Regions from separate parts of the Anser cygnoides genome. Here region 2 is linked to region 1. The links are chromatin contacts, called in public Hi-C maps. All regions are on one chromosome and are shown on one strand. Each heading gives the region's core, a stretch centred on a gene start, on an enhancer-like site or on the middle of the called end of the contact. The rest is flanking DNA. Distances are from core to core; before and after follow the strand shown. Region 1 holds the start of PLLP (plasmolipin). Region 2 holds the start of TSNAXIP1 (translin associated factor X interacting protein 1).

What was found. Hi-C and Micro-C count contacts between places; a contact is called where the count stands out from the background.
Region 2: a Hi-C map of liver shows a contact between it and region 1, with 5 times the contacts expected there. The contact joins the promoter of TSNAXIP1 here to the promoter of PLLP in region 1. A contact is called at or near these places in 2 of 7 Hi-C or Micro-C datasets (both in liver).

The regions. Positions count from the first base shown.
Region 1 is chr12:11,978,180-11,984,188 of Taihu_goose_T2T_genome, forward strand. It overlaps PLLP (plasmolipin), which reads right to left and starts at 3,338. Exons shown (of 4, transcript XM_067004362.1): 1 at 3,122-3,338. The coding sequence starts at 3,238. TRNAL-CAG (transfer RNA leucine (anticodon CAG)) reads left to right here and starts at 3,690; the gene lies at 3,690-3,772. TRNAL-CAG (transfer RNA leucine (anticodon CAG)) reads right to left here and starts at 3,998; the gene lies at 3,916-3,998.
Region 2 is chr12:12,114,880-12,120,643 of Taihu_goose_T2T_genome, forward strand. TSNAXIP1 (translin associated factor X interacting protein 1) reads left to right here and starts at 2,754. Exons shown (of 16, transcript XM_067004346.1): 1 at 2,754-2,835; 2 at 4,138-4,226. The coding sequence starts at 4,176. RANBP10 (RAN binding protein 10) reads right to left here and starts at 3,960. Exons shown (of 14, transcript XM_067004357.1): 1 at 3,823-3,960; 2 at 1,164-1,275.

The sequences.
Region 1 (6,009 bases), core at 2,088-4,587:
TCATCACTTGGGGTCACCCTGTTCCAGATTTTGGCCCCAGGAGCCAGCACAGGGATGTCCTGCAAGGCAGAGCCAGTGAAACCAGGGCATCCCTGCCACCAAAGGTCCCTTCTTGCCCAGCTGCTCCGTGCCAGGCTGGCACAGCACTGGGAATGTGACGTGGGCTGGATGGGATCCAGATGTGTGGTGGCTTCTGGGGCCCCAGCTAAGCCATGACGTCCCCCAGGTACAGTATCACTGGAAACAAAAAAACGAGCTGCTTGTTGCTGTTTGGTTAGGTGTGGTCTGGTTTGGTTTGGTTTGCATCCTGTGCAAACAGCTTCTAGGGCTCACCTTTCGCATCAAGCAGGTTTAACTACATAATTGTAGCATCATGTGCCTGCAGGCTACCTGCAGCGTAATCCAAAAAAAAGCAGATAGCCGAGTCTGTTTCTACTGCTCAGCAAGAAATAAGCAGAGAAACAATTCCTGATGTGCATACAAGTGTCAAAAAAAAACCACTGGATTTATGTTTGCATTTCTAAGGGACCACAGGGACCCCGCATCTGGGGCCTTTTACACCTGGCGAGCTTCATGCTACCTTATCACAAGAAACAGATCTTAGAGGTCTTTTCCGGCCTAAATGATTCTGTGATTCCAAGTGCAGTTGTGCAGATCCCAGCATGCGTGGGCTGTCCAGCTCCTGCCCCACTGAACATCATGGTACCAAGGGAGAGCTCCTGCCCGCGAGGGCTTCACCAACCATCATCCTCATCCTGGCATGACTGGAGACTGCATCCCATGGCTTTCTCATGAGCTTGGCTGGGAATGGAGGTGCCAGCCTCTGTTTTGGCAGAGCCGGGTGAAGCTGGCAGGGAACTGCGGGCCCATCCGCGGGGAGGAGAACAGCCCTTTGAAAGCAGCTGGCAGGGCGCTCACGCTGACGCTACCAACGTCTGCGTTGCTTATTGTCACACCGGAGACACAACAGCCTTTGTCCCACTGAGCACAAAGCCTTGGTGCTCGGCTGCTGTTGCCTCCATCTGGACAATGCCGCCTTTTCTTTCACGTTGATTTCTAACACTCGTGATGGCAAAACAGGCATTCAGGAGAAACTTAGGAGAAAAAAAAAAGGCGTGCTCTGGCAGCAGGAGATGGTGTGTGCGAGCTGCCTGGAGCTCACCGACAGGAAGAAAAGCAGAAGCCCCTAGAGGAGAGGTTTTGGGGAGCTGTGCAAGCACATGTAACACTGCTGTGGAAGGAAGCAGTACAGACTGAGCAGTGACACTGGTGGGCTGCAGAGATGGTAACGGCAGCAGCTTCTACTGGTCTTGGCACCTTCTCTCTTTCCCCATGCTCCTTAAGACACCCCCTTGCAATGCTCTTCCCTGACCCTTCCCTGAGTGCTTGTTCCCATGTCACAACCAGCCCAGCCATGCTCAGGAGCCAAAATCTGGACACAGGTGCTTGTTAACATAGCTGTGTTAGCCTCCCCCGTGGGTGGATTTACATCTATGGCAAATTAGGTCCCTAACTGCTCATCCTTTGCTTTTTGCCCATCATCAGCATCATAAAGAGTCCTGGTTTGTGCCATGCCTGGGATAGCACAGGACAGCAGCAGGTGTTCTGCAGCAGCTGCTCGGGGCACATCCTGCTGCTGCCCAGCACAACACTGTGCTGAGGAGGGTGCACAAGCAAACAGGCTCTCCAGCAAAGAAGGGCGGCACCACTGGCTTTCTCTGTAGCAAACAGCGGAACAGATCACACATGGCCCCGTACACAGGTGAACACCCACCCATACACATGCACTTTGTTGCATCCAAAGTCTCAGGTACCAGGATCAGGAGCAGTTCATTCTGTGGTTGTCTCCGATGCAGAAGCAATGCCGGAGGGTGAGATGCTGCTGCTGCTCATTTTGACAATGCATAGACCCTTGGGCTTGTCCGAAAGCAACTGTCAAAGCCTGACTGCAGGGGAGGACAACTGGACCACCCCGGGACAGCCCTGCAGGCACCCATGAGCAGCCCCAACGCGTGCTGGTTGGGATGTCACAGTTCATGCAAGCGCACGCTGTCTCCCCGACCTGTTTGTATGCAGGTTTACCCTCAAACACCTCCCCTGACCAAAAACGTCTACACGCTTGTAGCTCACGTCATGTGGTGGGCTGGGATCCTGCAGCTTGGCCCCACGGTGCCAGCCAGGGGGGCAGAGGGGCACGCACCACACAGCTCGCCCACCGGCACGGTGCTGGCCCATGGCCCAGACCCTGCCGGGGACTGCGGGTCCCTCAGCTTGTGTCCCACGGGGCTGCGTGCATCGTCCCGTGCCCGGCGCTGAGAGCTGCTGGGCGTTGAGGCCAGGCCATGAGGACAAGCAGAAGAAGCTTCCTTCAGCTTTGACGAGGGGAGAAGGGGAAAGGGCGTGAGGCCGCAGCACCTCGGGGTTAGAGATTAATCCGAAAGCAAGGACGGGGAAGGGCAAAGGGAAATCCAGTCTGTTTTCGGCCAGGGCAACGCCACTGAATACGGGGTTGGACTATCAGCCTGCAGGGGAAAGAAAACCATTCAAAGGCCGTCATTCCCTCAGGTTGCCTGCACCCGCCTTCGGAAAGATTGGGCAGACGGAAGCTCGCTCAGAAAGCCCCGCAAGCCGCACCGCGAACCGATTTCCCCGCCGACGGAAAGTGCGGGCACGGCGCCGCGGCCGCAGCTCCGCCAGGAGCGGGCAGCACCCGCGGGGTCCGCGGCCGAGCCCCCCCCCCGGTACCGCCGGTACCGCCGGTACTCACGGCCTGGGCGCCCATCAGCCCCCCGAGCGGCGAGCAGAGGAAGGCGCCGTCGAGGGCGGCGAGGCGCGGGGCGGGCAGCGCGGCGGAGGCTCCGGGGGAGCCGCTCCGCGTCCGCACGGCGCCGGGCAGCCCGGCCATGCTGCGGGCACCCGCACGGCTCCGCACGGCTCGGGCCGCCCCCAGCGCCGGCGAAGGGGAGGCCCCGGGGGAAGACCCCCCCCCCCCGGCCTCACCGGGCCCGGCCCGCCCCGTCGGGGCGGGGGCTCCGGGGCTGCTCCCGGCACAGCCCCCCGAGGTGGGGGGGGGGGGACCGGGGCTAAAAAAACCCCGTCCCTGCACACGGTGTGTCCCGACCTGGTTCTTGCCCTTGTTGAACTGCAGGAGGCAGCCCATGTCCCTGCCTGCCCTGGGCCCCCTGGGTGGCACCACGACCCTCAGGTGCATCAGCCACTCCTCCCGCCTTTGTGTCATCTGCACACCCACTGAGGGCGTCCTCTGCCCTATCGGATCTTCGTTAATGCAGATCCCAAGCAGACCGGACCCAGTGTCAATCCCTGGGGTACACCGCTCATCACTGGCCTCCAGCCATTCTTGGCACCGTTGATCACCAGGCCCCGGGCCCAGGCATTCAGCCAGGCTTCAACCCACCTCAGTCTGCCCATCCAGACCCTGCGCCAACAGCTCCTCTGTGAGGACCTGACAGGGGACAGTGTTAAAGGCCTTCTGGAAACACAGGCAGACAACGCCCGCTCCTCTCCCACCGTCTGTCAGGGCAGTTGTTTAATCACAGAGGTTTATCGGGTCGGTAACGACTTCCCCTTGGTGAAGCCACGCTGACGGCTCCTGGAGACGGGGCCGGGGTCCCCGTCGGGGCGGCGCCGCGTGGCACCAAAGGGGCTGCGGGAAGCGCTTGGCGCAGCGGGTCAGGATGGCCGAGCGGTCTAAGGCGCTGCGTTCAGGTCGCAGTCTCCCCTGGAGGCGTGGGTTCGAATCCCACTTCTGACAGCTCCGCGTTTTGCTGCGGGCGCCTCCTGCCTTTTGGCGCGGGCAGCGGCGGCGCTGCGGAGAGGTCGGGAAAACGATCGTGAAACAAAAAAATAAACAAAAAAAAAAACCACGGAGGGCTCCAGGCAAAATGATCGGCGGGTTGTCAGAAGTGGGATTCGAACCCACGCCTCCAGGGGAGACTGCGACCTGAACGCAGCGCCTTAGACCGCTCGGCCATCCTGACAGCGCTGGGCGCCGCCGCCCGGCCCGCGCTACACAACCGGGAGCCGCCCCCCCCCCCCCCCACAACCTGCTCCCCCTTCGCCCCTTCGGTGGCCCCCAGGGCGCGGCTCCCCTCGGGCCCCCCGGGCCGCCGAGGACCCCCTGGGCGAGCTCTGCGGGTGTGGGCAGCGCCGCGGCTCCCCTCCAGCCTTGCCCGACTGCCGGGGCCGTCGGCAGCCACAAGAGCTGCCACCCCGCAGGGCTGCCCTCCCGCCCCGAAGCCGCTTGACGGCAAGCGGGTCGGCGGTTTCGTTCGGCCCCGAGACTGATTCGTAATTCCCTCGCCACTGCTTGTTTCTCCCGTGGGGTTTTGCACGGTGTCTGCAAAGGGCAGGGCAACGAATGATGTGCTCCCGAAGGTGTAACAGTGCTGTGGCTGCCCTTGAAGTGGTTAAACCTCACAAACAGCCCCCCCCCCCCCAGAGGTCACTATCAAAGGCAGCGGTTTTGGTAGTGAAACAATGCAGTCTGTTTTCCAAAGGCTAAATCTGGCGGCTGAGCTAACCTGCCAAGACCACTTCCACCTCCAGACAAAAACACCCGGTGGAAGTCCCAGCCCAGGGCCTCGCGGGGCCACCTCCGGCCGCTGACAGGACTGTGCGGTGCCTTTGTTCTGCCGACCCGAGGCCTGCGAGGGGAAAACCACGGCGGGACACGGCCTGGACCACACGGTGGTTGCAAGCATGACTCAGCACCTCCCGCGGTGCCACCGTCGGGTGTCACCGCCTGGCCTCCCAGCACACGGCACCAGCCGGCAGCCCACGGGCGCCGTGTGCGCGGGGCCTGCCCGTCCCGTGTGCCGTGGGGCTGAACCGCAGCGAGTGCTGGGCGACGCGGGGCAGCAAGCGCAGCCACTCGGGGGATGCAAGGGGCAGCTGTGTCCCGCTGTCCTGGCGTCCACCTTGGCCTGGTTTATTTTAGCACGTTTTATTTAGTCAGAGGATCTGAGTACATTTAATAGTGGTTTTGTACTAACTGTGATACTACATATTTTGAAGAAGTGAGGACTGCTATGGTACTGGGGGAGGTGGCAGGGCATCTTGAATGCCACATGCAACCAGACTGTGCTGGGATGGGAGGGTGGTCTGTGGTCTTGGTTGCAACTCCCTTCTTGAGCTGTTTCTGTAACTTTGGAACTTTTGGGACCAGCCCGTCCCCGGGGGGAAAAAACAACAAAACAAAAAAAAAAACACTTTTTGTTTAGAATACTTGAGTTGGGAAGGTCTGTACTGAGTCTGCCTTCAGCTTCCTACCTTGTCTGCCAGTGATTATGTCCCAGAAGAATTGTTCTTAGCCACTTTTGCATGACACTAAGAAAGAAAGTTGGGAAAGTAGCCAGGACAGGGAGAAGGGAATGGGGGAGCAGAAAGGGGAAAAGATAAGTCCAGAGGAACAGAGCCAAGAGAAAAAGTTATTTTTTGGTCAGCCCATTGTTCCGCAGTGAAAGTCCCAGCCGCCTCAGAGTGGGCTGCATGGAGCTGTTTCCAGCATCAAGGCAGGATGTTTGTCCTGCACCACAGTAAGCAGGAAATGATACAACAGCACTGAAATCACAGCCACACGGCCTCGTGATCCGTGGGATTCGTGGGAGGGTGGGTGGGTGCAGCTGTGGTGGGACACAGGACCCACAAGTGAGGTCAGTGCTTGGCAGCCCTGGTCCTGCTACCTGCACCCAGTCAGGGGATCTGCTGGTAGTGTGGCAGGAAGCGGCAGCAGTGTGTTATGTTTCAGCAGAGAGTCATAACAGCCACATGATGGCATTGTCCACTGCAGCAAGAGGCAAAAGCCAACTCGGGGAAACCCGGTGGCCAGCAGACCTGGGGCAGAGTGCTGTTTGTGCTCCTGGGCGCGAGCAGGACCCTTTCAAGGAGCAGGAGAGAACACAAGGCGGCTGTGGCCCCGTGTCACCTTCAGGCCAGCCAGGCTGGGGGGTTGCAGCCAGCCAGGAGGCCTGGCCACGAGCCAGGAGCTGT
Region 2 (5,764 bases), core at 1,504-4,003, 140 kb after region 1:
GACGTATCACTTAGTAAGGTACAGCTGCTGCTAACATAGGATTTGCTGCTTTTGCAGTTCTTCCGTTCAAAATAGCATAGACTGATACGGCAAATAGAGTCTCAGCAACAGTCTACAGTGTTAAATACTACCATAATACATATATATATGTTTGGTCAGGAAAAACATTCTTATATTTAGCACTCTGGTTCCAGCACAGTCTCCCAAGCCTCCACAGTTGTGATCTGTCACGATGCAATCTATCCTGAGAAACCAACTCGAGTCCAAACTCGGGACCTACACCAGAAATGATACAAGTTTCACTGATTCCAGCTTACATGCGTACACACCTCATTCCTTCCCCCCCCCTCCACAAGACCTTTTCCTTCATCATGTATACAGGACATTTAAAAACAGCCTCAGACGTTCTCCTTCCAGCACTCTTGTAGCTCTATAACCTCTCTTCCCCATGCAAACATCCCTCTAACAGTCCAACATTAATTTTCAGGTCCCTCCCTTATTCTTCACTTCAATTTTAAGCCATCAGGAGCTGTGATCCAAACATGAACCCTGCACTCATTAGTTAGATCCTGATTTCTAAATTTTTCTTCCCATGAGACAGCCTAATGAAAACAACTGTGTGTCATCACCCGATCGGGAGCTTGGGCAGAGCAGTTCTCAGTGATCAGCGGCCCTTATTCCCTCCTGTCAACACGAATGCTAAATTTGAAGCCTACCCACATTTCAACAGAAATGTCTCCAAGAAAGATTGTTCACCCCCACACGAAAGAAGAAAACTAGCAAAAGTGCAATTCTGCTGTCTGCCGTGAATTCCATCTGTCTGACCTAGGGCTAGGCTCCCAGGCCACCTCTGTGATGCCTCAGTACTTCTTTTTACTGCCAGGTACCTGAGCGACCAGACCTAGCTAACAAGAGAAGGGAGGATTATAATTCAAGTTGTACCAGGCACCCAGAATTTCTTCTATTTGCATAACTGTCCACATCAAACTGCGCATTAAGAAGCTCTGTAAGTGCCTCTGCCTCCAGAGCATTCTTACCCCGTGTTCCCTGTTAACCCCACGTAACAGCCGTCTGACCTCCAGCCCTTCGGGAGAGGAAGGTCTGAGCACAGCAGGGCTGTTAAACACACGCCACCAACCACCAGACTGGAATCAGGTACTCACCCATCTCTACCTTTGCTGACGATCTTCACCTCAAAGTAATAAATGCCACAAGCTGCAGGTATGGGATGCGTGGCCCTGACTGAGGCAGCATCTTTGTGGTTTTTACCATGACCTAGGAAAGAACAAAGATTTCAGTACCTATGGGCCTTGAACCCTCTCGTGTTTCGTTCTAAAGCTCTGCTGGCTGAACCTGGCAGGGACCTGTTTCTCCACACATTCAAAGCGCCCTTTTCAGAGAAGCGGGATTGCGATCCTGCACTGCCACCACCTCCGTCCCCCTCACCGCCAGCGCTGTAGTCTTCCCTTTGTCTTCCCCCCCGAAGAGGCTGAGCGAGGCGCGGTGCTCCCTCTCCATCTCCCCACACGCTCAGCTTAGAGACCGGCACACACGGCTAGGAGACAGCTCCGTTACGCAAGAGGGGAATGACATCAGTATTTACTAACCGGGCAGCACAGGGTACGACCGGCTCTCCGCGGGGAGGGTAGGGACAACGGCCCCCGGCAGCGAGAAAGCAAAGCCCCACAGCGAGCCCCGAGCCCTACAGGCGCCTGTTTCGCGTTAAGCCGCGGGCCGGCAGCCCCGCTGGGGCAGCGTGCGGGGCCCCCCCGAGCCCCCGGCCGGGCCCTACGGAGGACGGGCCGCCCGCAACGCCCGGCGGCGCTGCGCAGCGTTACATAAGGCACCCGCACGGGCCTCCCGGGCCCGGGGAACCCCCCCGGGGCCGGAGCCCGGCCCCAGCGCCTCGTCCCGCGGCCGGAGAGCCCCTTCCCCGGGGGCTGCCGGACCCGGGGGGGCCCCGCCCGGCCCAGCCCGGCCCTGCCCGGGGGCTCCCTCCGGGCCCACCCCGGCGCCTCCGCCCCAGCCCCGGCACCTTTGTAGTGGACGCGGAGGTTGCCCTGCGAGAGGCCGATGTAGTTGTACTTGTCCTTGGGGCTCCAGGAGCGCGGCAGCGGCGTCTCCTCCTGGTTGACGGCGGGGTACAGGCGGCGGAGGCGCCGGCTCAGCTCCTGCTCCTCGGCCGGGCCCGGCGCCGCCGCCGCGTCCCCCCCGTGCAGGCTCCCCGCGCCCGCCTCCGCCATCTTGGATCCGCTTTGTGTCACCGGGCGGGGAGCGAGGCCCGGCTCCCGGCGCCAGCCAATGGGGCGCGAGCGTGGCCACAATGGGGCCGCGCCGCCCGACGGGAAGCGGAGTCCATCCCGCTCCCGCGCCGCCGCCTCCCGCATTCGGACGAACTACAAGCCCCGAAAGGCCCCGCGCTCGAGGCCCCGCCTCCCTCCCGCCGCAATGCACGCTGGGAACCGTGTCCCCGCTCCGCTGGGCTCTGCGGAGCGCGGCCCCTCGTAGGACTCGCTCTCCCAGCGTGCCCCGCGGCGCCGCCGTGCCGAGAGGCCGCAGCTCGGCTGCCGGCGTCCGTCGCCTGCCTCCGCGCAGGGGCCGAAGCGGCCGCCCGGCGGGGAGCGCGGGGGACGCCGCTCCGCCGGCCTCGCCCCGCTCCCGGCCGCTCCGCAGAGCCCGCGTCCCGCGGGGCCGGGGCCGGGCCGCGACGGCGCCGCCGCGCCTGGCGAGCGGCAGCAGGCGCCGACGGGGCACCTACGGCGGCAGGCGGGGGTCCTGAGGGGCGGGGGGGCGGGCGTCGCCATGGCGACGGCTGTAAACAGGCGGCTGGCGCCGGTGAGGGACGGGGCCGGGCGCGGGCGGCGGCGACGGCTCGGGGGGAGCCGGGCGGGGGAGCCCCGCGGGCCGTTGGGGCGGCTCCGCCTGAGCCCGTCCCGGGGGACCCCGCGCTGAGGTGGAGCCGAGGCAGCTGCCCGGGGCTCTCCGCCCTCCTCGCTGCCGTCGCTCCCCGCGGGGGGCCGAGCGGACGCGCGGCGGTTTCAGGCGGTCCGAAGGGCCCGAGTCAGCCAGAGCGGCGGGGCGCTCTCCCCGGGGCGGCCCAGGGGAGCGCCCAGAGAGGCGTGCGGCAGCGGCAGCGGGGGCCGGGACCGAGGCAGGCCCTGCCCCTCGGCAGTGCGGAGCTGCTGGGGGGGTTTGGGGGGTTTCGGGGAGCTGCGGCTTGAAGCGGCCGTGTCACAGCCCGCCAGTCACCGCTGCCGATACCTGGATACCGAGCCGTGTCCGACCGCGTTCTGCCAGCACCGGGACCACAAATTCACTGCCATCCCTTAGATTGCTTTACCATGTTATGGTGACGCTCGTTTTCCCCACAACACGCGTGCAACTGTATGTTTACTTGAAAGGCCTTTCGCTTACGCCTACCCATGTCTAATCTTAGGAAAGACTAGAAAGGGTGAGAGAGTGGTCGCACCCTGGAACAGGCTCCCCAGGGACGTAGTCACGGCACCAAGCCTGTCTGAATTTAAGAAGCGTTTGGACTGTGCGCCTAGTCACATGGTCTAAAATTTTGGGTAGACCTGTGCGGTGTCAGGAGTTGGACTCGATGACCCATATGGGTCCCTGCTAACTCAGGATATTCTATGATTCTATAAAGACAGTTCCTGATTATATTTCTTCCATGACTTGTCAATTCGATTGGCTGCAGGGTCATCTGCGCTTGGCACTACTACCAGCCCAGAGAACCAGCTTTGCAGGTACTTTTGGGACCCCAAGTCCCAGCTCTTGACTCATGGGTATCATTTTTCCAGCTGTTTCTAATCTCACCTCTTCAGATGACCGATTTACTCAGGCTTGTCCAGCTGCAGGGTTCAGCTTGGCCGCTGTCACTGGGACAGTGAGGAAAGTACCCAATGTTGTAGTGGTTTTCAAATAGCCAGTCCTGGAGTTCAGCTGTACCACAAATCTTTCCATCCGTCCCTCTGTGTACATTAATCTGCCGGATATTTTCGTCTGTCAGGCACTGCATAATTGGCTGCTTACTTTAGGTATACATCAGCCAGATTCTCAGTCTTCAACTGTATATTTAGTTAATTCTGTATGTTTTGAAGATGTTCTGTGTTCTTCCCTGCTGTTGCACAGGACCTCTTGAATCTTCCTGTGAGATTGCAAATTGCCAAATGCATATGAACAGTCTGAAACCCATCCTGCCAAAGAAACAGAAGACTCCGGTGAGTTCAAGAATTCCAGCGAAACACCCAGCCCTTACCTAATAGTGAACTTTGGAATCTTGCTGGAGGCCCAGGGATCACCCAAAGCTATTAGGAAGTCAAGCAAATTTTAATTATTTTTGTATTTTGTTTGAGAGCGAAGGGGGATGGGAAGGGCAGAAGCTGTGTGGTGATGCAAACTCCTGTATTTCAGATTCAGGTGTCATCCTTGTGAATTAATTATAGGAGCTTTAAGGGTGGAGGAAAGAGAAGAGGAATATAAACGTCATTCTTGGCTGCAACAACTTGTGTGGACATACATGCCAAATACTGCAGCCAGAATTTGACCCATATAGTTTAAACTAAGGAAAGAAAGAAACCACAAGTTGTTTAATTGCAGGCTAAAAGCATCTTACAGCCAACAGGAACATCTGCTCCATAGTATGCATCAGTCTTAGTAAATAAACTAAACTAGTATGGAGAAAAAGTATATCCAAATCATGAAAAAATAAATCCCAGAAACGTACACCAACAAAGTAATAATGACTTTTACAGATCTTAACCCCTTCATTTTTATTTTGCAGTTGTTGTTTTCTCTCATTAGCATTTTGGTTGTATTTCAGGAATGTGCCACTTCTGTGACAAGCTATTGCTCCAGTAATACGAGGACTTTAAGTATTACTCTTTCCCTAGAGCTGGGACATTCTCTAAGCATTTTTCTCATTGGACAAAAAAAAAAATCAAATCTCAATAGATTGGAATCCTACTGTTTCTCCAATATAATCTTCATGCTTCTTGCAGTGAAAATCAGGCATTTAAGCTTCTGAGCCTTTACATTTAACTGTTTCAAGGCTTAGTCAGTCTGAAATTTAGGTTTTGACAGTGAAATCTTTGGCCTCAGACTTCTGTTGGCACATTATTAATTTTCTTTTAAAGCTTAGAGACAGAATAGGAAAGTATTTATATTGGACAACATCATACTAATTATTTGGTTGTCCTAATAAAATAGAGCAATCCAGCATAGATGTCTTTTTTTTCCCCAAAAAGAAATACTGAGGTAATTCCAAGAGAGAAATTAATTAACAGACTCCTAAAATTAACAAGATTTTGCTTTCAGAAGAATCATAGAATCATGTAGGTTGGAAAAGACGTTCAAGACCATCAGCCTGTCCTGAATCCCATCAGTAAACCATGTCCCTTAGTGCCACTAAGGGCAGAAATTAGTTTCTGAAAGAAATTTCATTTATGACTTTTTACTGTTCATCAGAGATGAATCTGTTCCTCAGACCTTGTCTTCATTAAGCTCTACACCGACAGAAATTCAGCTGTTTGTGTAGGGTCACCAACCTGCATTTAAAACTCACAATCCACACGAGTCAACATTGCTCAAGACACCCTCACTATGGGACACATACTCCACTGCAAAGCTCCCTAGTGGAAACAAGACCTCAGTCAAACCTGTTCTTTTGGTTTCATCTAGATTAATGCAAGGTTCTGATTTGTGTGGTGCTTTAATTTCCCAGTGCAGATCATGGAACCATTTTTTACCCAAAGAGATG